2 separate regions of the Sus scrofa genome follow, and region 1 is linked to region 2. The links are chromatin contacts, called in public HiChIP or PLAC-seq maps. All regions are on one chromosome and are shown on one strand. Each heading gives the region's core, a stretch centred on a gene start, on an enhancer-like site or on the middle of the called end of the contact. The rest is flanking DNA. Distances are from core to core; before and after follow the strand shown. Region 1 overlaps PLD1 (phospholipase D1). Region 2 overlaps PLD1 (phospholipase D1).

What was found. HiChIP or PLAC-seq counts read pairs in DNA pulled down with a chosen protein or histone mark.
Region 1: a contact with region 2 is called in an H3K27ac HiChIP or PLAC-seq map of alveolar macrophages. The contact joins two enhancer-like sites. A contact is called at or near these places in 2 of 47 Hi-C or Micro-C datasets (both in embryonic fibroblasts) and 1 of 2 datasets of contacts at active chromatin or transcription factors (alveolar macrophages).

Annotation. Positions count from the first base shown.
Region 1 is chr13:110,321,543-110,325,134 of Sscrofa11.1, forward strand. The region is part of intron 1 of PLD1 (phospholipase D1); the gene reads right to left. Among named protein-coding and RNA genes, the nearest start is that of PLD1, 53 kb to the right of the region's middle. Within about 2 kb of position 2,124, at least 6 of the 83 cell types and tissues checked have an H3K27ac peak or open chromatin away from gene starts, as enhancers often do. A contact at or near this core is called in alveolar macrophages, where this site is marked.
Region 2 is chr13:110,157,482-110,161,076 of Sscrofa11.1, forward strand. PLD1 (phospholipase D1) reads right to left here. Exons shown (of 27, transcript NM_001244589.1): 26 at 2,429-2,546; 27 at 1-126. Among named protein-coding and RNA genes, the nearest start is that of TNIK, 110 kb to the left of the region's middle. Within about 2 kb of position 1,605, at least 2 of the 83 cell types and tissues checked have an H3K27ac peak or open chromatin away from gene starts, as enhancers often do. A contact at or near this core is called in alveolar macrophages, where this site is marked.

The DNA.
Region 1 (3,592 bases), core at 874-3,373, 160 kb after region 2:
AATAGATTACTCGTGGTGTTAACTTATATTTTGCTACATCTTATTTTAATTTTTCTCTCTCCATTAATAGTTTTTATGTTTTCAAATATAATGGAATCATTTTTAAATATTAATATTCTGGAAAGCATATGAAGAAAACTAAAACTGCCAGAAGTTGTCACCTTTAAAACGATTCCTAAATCCCTATTAACTTAAGATGACTCCTCAAGCACACCTGCTGTCTCCAGAAGCACAAAACACATGGAGACAGGAATATTTTATTTTATTTATTTATGTATTTTGTCTTTTTAGAGATGCACTTGCAGCATACAGAAAGAAGTTCCCAGGCTGTGGGTGAATTGGATCTGCAGCTGCTGGCCTACACCACAGCCACAGCAACGCTGGATCCTTAACCCACTAATTGAGGCCAGGGATTGAACCCTCATCCTCATGGATACTAGTCAGATTCATTACCACTGAGCAATAACAGGAACTCCAAGACAGGAATTTTGTTTGTTTGTTTTTGGTCTTTTTGTCTTTTTAGGGCCACACCCACAGCATATGGAGGTTCCCAGGCTAGGGGTCCAATCGGAGCAGTAGCCACCAGCCTACACCAGAGTCACAGCAATGCAGGATCCGAGCTGTGTCTGCAACCTAAACCACAGCTCAAGGCAATGCAGGATCCTTAACCCACTGAGCAAGGCCAGGGATTAAACCCGAGTCCTCATGGATACTAGTCGGGTTCGTCAACTGCTCAGGCACAACTGGAAGTCGGAAATCCACTGTTTTAACTGAAAGATCTACCATCACTATTTCTTCCTACTCTTAATTTTTCATAATTAAAATTGTAATAGTTGCATAATGGTCCAGCATGCAGTTTTCTTCTATCACTGTATGTTTTGATTAATTCCAACTTTTTATGATAATAAATAATACTTTAATTTCTACTTTTGTGGTCAAATTTTTTATACTCCTACCTAACTGGAAAACTGCAATCTGTTGCCCTCTTCCTTTTATAATTTCCTCAATTGGTTTTAGGAAGAGAAAGTGCTACCCCATACAAAGGCCAGGATTCTTATTGATGTCTTTTCTTTCTTTTTCAAATTAAAAATTTAACTCCTTAACCTATGACTGTATTTTTATATATTTGCCACATGTTTAAGTTTTGGGCAAATCTAGAGTAAGTTATTTGCCCAGCATTTTCAAATACACACTTATGTTTTTAAAGGAAATACATATCTCATATTCTTGGCTTTCCTTTAAGTCTCAGAAAGCCTTCAAACATGGACAAAATAACAAGACCTTTGATTATCAGCAGGAAATCATACTGGGCAGGAATAAGGAGGACACTCATACAGGGCAAATTAAAGCTAAACAATCAAAAGATCCAAGTTCCTACCCTTAATGGTTTTATTATTTTGGCCTGAAGAAGTCTCAAAAGTTCCAAGATCAGCTTATGTAGTTAAAAGACAGTTTTCAAAGCTATGGGCTTATTCTCCATGTGGATTGCTCACCATTGGTCTCGTTTGCTGACCATGAGCAAGCTCTATATCCTGCCACTGGCCACTGGTTCTTGTCACTGGTCACCAGCAGAACATGTGAGAAAGCAGAGCACAAGCTCACCTTCCATCCAGTGGAAAAAGAACACAAAGGACATGCCTCATGGGCCGACCGTGGGTCAAGAGAAGCATCTTTGAGCAAGAAGAGCAGCACAGATGTCAGTATTCACATGGTTGCTTCTCATCAATAATAAAGATTGGATTATATTGCCCAAAGACATCAACTTCCCGTACCATTTTTTCCCACCAGAGCACCCCTCTGAGGCACAATACCATGACTGCTGACTAGTTGCTATGATTTAGGATGAACTATGTAACCTTCCTGGGACAGTTTTATCAAATGTAAAATGGGGCTAATAAAGACCATTGACCTCTTAAGGTTGATGTGAGGATTAAATAAGAGGCTGACAACAGGGACTGCCCTTAGGAAATGCCTTTTGAGTGTGAGTTGATATTATTACTCTGACCACTGCCTCTACTACTTCTGCCAGGAGAATGAATCCCATCACCCCCAGCAATGCCAGAGGGTCAAACTTAAACTGGGTTTTTCAGAAGGAAAGAGGAACCTGGGGAAGTACATGGTCAGACAGCCCTGGGAGCAGAATCTGACCTCAGCCTCTGTGGTCCCTCTGGGAAGTTAGCACTTACTGTCATTACTAAAATAGTGAATTTCCGGAGCGGGTGGCATCACAATCTCCCTTGCTTTCTGGCCCACTCTCTGATACGTAAGCACAAGACCAAGGCATATCAGCATCTTCAATGAGCAAGGTTAAGAGCAAGAACCAGTAAAGGTGGGAGGTGGGGGGTACACAAATCTGACAAAACCAGAAACTGCAGGTTGAAAGCCAACAGCTCCCAAAACATGCACCTCAAAAACAAAGACTGAAGGCAGGGATGACAGCTTTCTGGGGTGTGAATGGAACTGGCCAACAGACGAGTATTTATCAAGGTTTATCAGTCTTTAGAAAACCCACTCCTAACAGCACAATGACTCTTAGTTATTGATTTCTTTCCTCCAAGTTCTTATCTTCTACTGACATTCAACCTTCCCGATGTTTCATGAGTTTGGAGTGGGCCAATTCATGTTGAAATAATTTACCTAAGGATTTGCCTCCCACTTCGAAGCTCAGATTCATTTTAAAAGAAAATAAGGATCACATGCTTCTGGATCATCAACTATGTTCATAGCCATCTGAGATTTAGAAGAAATCCAGAGTATCTTGAGTCTTAGCAAGAAAGCATGCTGGGTAAAAATTAATTGACTCTCAAGCTCCCACTGTGGCTCAGTGGTTAATGAATCTGACTAACATCCATGAGGATAAAGGTTCAATCCCCAGCCTTGCTCAGTGGGTTAAGGATCTGGCATTGCCATGAGCTGTGGTGTAGGTTGCAGACACTGCTCGGATCTGGTGTTGCTGTGACTGTAGCATAGGCTGGCAGCTATAGCTCCAATTTGACCCCTAGCCTGGGAACCTCCACAGGCTGTGGGGTGCGCCCCTAAAAAAAAAAAAATTAATTGGCTCAAAGCTTAACTTAAAATTAGATGATAGGGAATGGGAAAAATGCCTGTCCCTGTTTGATTTTAGCCAAAAGGCAGAGATATAGCAAAACTAAACCAGTCTGGCAAGATGAGAACAGGAGTTGCAATGTGTGTGCCAAGCCTAGAATCAGGAATAAGATTTGCTTCCATTCCAAATTACAGATTTTCAGCATTCTATTGCACAGTCTTTCCCCCCTCATATTTGGAGGAAACTTATTGTAATGAATATTCTCTGGGAAAACCCTAAAATCTGGCTTTTAGGGAATTTCCCTTCTTATTTTGTCCTCTGCCACATTGTTTATTTCTGTTTCTAATCAGTGCTATTTTGTTTTGTTATCATCTGTAGAAGAAAGGCTGTGAAGCACTTGGGAACACAGAAACTGAGACCCACCAGACATAAATGAGCTTTGTGAGTTTTTAAGACTTTTATCCCTGCCAACTCAGCACAAGCAAGTAAATCAACACGTAAAATATCTTAACATTGTCCTTTAAAATCATCAAGTAGATCGACAAT
Region 2 (3,595 bases), core at 355-2,854:
CCCACGGATCTTTTTCAGTTCCTCCTCAGCTCTAATGGGATCTTCCTTTGCTAATATGGGTTTGCTGATAAAGTCTCTCAGCTGAATTAAATTGTGCACTTCATCATTGGGAAGGCACCGGAACACCTGATTAAAATGCAAATGGGAAACCAAATAATAAGTTTAAAAGAAAGTATGTCCTCTTTATGAAAAACACTCATTCCAACAGACAAAACTTTTGTTTATGAAACATGTTTGTTTTATGTTATAGCACAGACCTGATTGAAGGGTTGCTTCTTTATTTGCTACAAAGAGGCTGCTAGATTTGCTTCCATCAAAAATAAAACAAAACAAAAAAACATAGATAAATCCTATACCTGATCTACATAAGGGGTTGACTGTGGGATAAAGTCAAGCTAGAGGAGAGGAATTTCATGTGTGATACTTCACTTTAAGGTTAATTTTGGGAGTAATGATCACCTCCAGAATTTCACTGGAGGTTCTGATCCAGAAGGAAATATGTATAGTACATATTCTCTAACTTTTGATTTTGGAAAATGTTCATATTTGTACTTTTACTTAAAATTGTCAATTGTACATGTATTTTGCTAACTGAAAATGTTTCACACATCGTAACACTTCACACCTGAAAACTTCAGCATTTTTTTTTTTTCCTCTTTAGGGCCACACACGTGGCATATGGAAGTTCCCAGGCTAGGGGTCAAATTGAAGCTGCAGCTGCCAGCGTACACCACAGCCACAGCAATGCTGAATCCGAGCCGTGACTATAACCTATACCATGGCTCACGACAATGTGGGATCCTTAACCCACTGAGTGAGGCCAGGGATCAAACCTGCTTCCTCATGCATACTAGTCTGGTTCATTACCACTGAGCCACAGTGGGAACTTCCAATTCAGCATGTATTTCTTAAGAATGAGGACATGTACCTAAATAACCACAATACCACTCTCACACCTCAGAAAATCAATTCCATGTCATTTAAAATATGGTTCATATTCAGATTTATCCAATTATTCCCCAAATGTCTTCTATAGCTATCATCCCCCCATACATCATCCAAATAAGGCTGTGCCCTTCATTTTAAAAATCACATTTTAAAAGACTCCATGCACACGACCTAGTTAATCATGGCCTTGAGTCCTCAGTAGGAAATAAGGCTATGAGATTTGTCACGTTTCATTAGAAATGATGAATTTTTCTGTACTGAAGTGACTCTGCCAGTCAGAAGAATGCACTCTTTTTTTTTTTTTTTGTCTTTTTGCCTTTTCTAGGGCCACTCCCACGGCATATGGAGGCTCCCAGACCAGGGGTCTAAATGGAGCTGCAGCCGCCAGCCTACACCACAGCCACAGCAACGTAGGATCCGAGCTGCGTCTGCGACATACACCACAGCTCATGGCAACACCGATCTTTAACCCACTGAGCGAGGCCAGGGACCAAACCTGCAACCTCTCGGTTCCTAGTTGGATTTGTTAACCACTGAGCCACGATGGGAACTCCAGAAGAACACACTCTTACGCAATTTCTGAATGATGGTCAACGGATCTCAGCTTGAATACATGTATGATGGAAAGTTAGCTAGTTCATGATGTAACTTGTTCCAGTACTGGATGACTCAATTCTTGCACACTGTTTATCATCACCGTACAGAACTTACCAGAAGATGCATTTGGCCTCCCTAACAAATGAAGCTGGTTTTACAATGCCTTTCCAAAATTAGAGCTGTCTAACAAAGAAATTTTCTCATTATTAATAAGCTTCATCATTAGGATGGATACCACTTACTATGTACTAAATACATTTAACAAACTTTTTTTTTTTTTTTTAATCCTCATTATCTAGTGAATACCTCTCCCAAGTTATAGGAGGGGAAAGAATGGAAGGCTTGGAATGTCAAGTTACCATATACAAATTCTATCACCAGCAACTGAGTGAGCTGGGCTGAACCCAGGTCTGATTCGTTTTTTGATCCCATCTGCCTCAGTGTCACTAAATGAGTACAAAAGCTGGCTGGATAACCACCTACTAAGGATGCTCAAGATGGGATTCTGGAATCTGAGACCAGAATGCCACTGAAGTCTCTTCTAAAACCATAATCCATAAGTACTTTTTGACTCATTTTTTTATTTTTATTTAAACACTTTAATTTTTTTTTTTAATTTTGTTTTGGCCACACTCACGGCATGTGGAAGTTCCCGGGCCAGGGATTGAAACTGCGCCATGGCAGTGCCAATGCCAGATCCTTAACCTACTGCACCATCAGGGAACTCCTGACTCTGTCATTTTAATGTTTACACAGAAATATTTTATTCGACCAAACTTGGAGGTGTATTGGTTTTTTACACTCATTAAGAATTCTCTATACCAATAGTAATGATATGCCTTGTGATATAATTCAATTAAGGGGGGGGGTATGTGAACCTCACCTTATCATAAATTGTAGCATTTCGAGCCGCTGTTGAAACCCATACCTCCTTGAAGAATTTGTCACTCACTGGATCCTGAAGGTCTTCACTGGGTCCAGAAAGATAGCCTAGGACAACCCTGAAACACAAGTGTCCTCCAAAATGAGTAACTGAGACAAAGCAGTTTGTTGCAGGTACTGTTTCTAATGGTTACAGTAACTCAGGCACTCAGCCACAGCACCAAGTCCTTTTCTGTTTTCTCAGGAAATCAAAGATTTCAAAATTAAGACTAAGTGTGTGTCTGCATGTCTATACCAAAATGACCTAAGTTGCAAAAAAAATAAAACACTAAGTTGCTGTGATTCTTGAAAGTTTTAACTGTTAGAGAAAGACCTGCATTTTGTTCTAAGAGAGTCCTTGTCATTTGGTCTAAGAGAGTGAGGAGCTTGGAGAACAGGATTAGTACTCAAAGCACGTTTCAGCCAGTGTTCAAGCCCTTTCCAAGCGATCTCAGTAAATCCTCAACAACTTTATGGAGAAGCAACTATTATTATTTTCTTTTTATAGAAAAGGGAACTAAGGCACAGGGAGGTAAAGTAACCCACTCAAGGTCATACAGCTGGTAAACTGTAGACTGGGGACTCCAACCAGGACCACCTGGCTCCCAAACCTGTGCTCTTAACCAAGACTTGATCTCCTTTCCTTCCTTCCTTCCTTCCTTCCTTCCTTCCTTCCTCACTCCCTTCCTTTCTTCTCTCTTCCCTCCCTTGGCCCAAGAACTGTGCTGAACTCTAGGGAACAGAAATGAATACAAAAGACAAGGAGCCTCTCTGGGTGAAGTTTAATTTGGTGGGTTAGATCAACAATGAATAAAGAATCACCCTCAAAAGGAATTAATTAAGGAGTTCCCGTTGTGGCACAGTGGAAATGAATCTGACTAGGAACCATGGGGTTGGGGGTTCAATCCCTGGCCTCGCTCAGTGGGTTAAGGATCTGGTGTTGCTTTTGGGGGGTGGGGGGATGTGCTTGGGCTGTGGGATGGAAATCCTGTGAAATCAGATTGTTATGATCATTATACAACTACAGATGTGATAAATTCATTTGAGTAATAAAAAAAAAAAAAAAAAAGGATCTGGTGTTGCTGTGAGCTGTGGTATAGTTGCAGACATGGCTCGGATCCTGCATTGC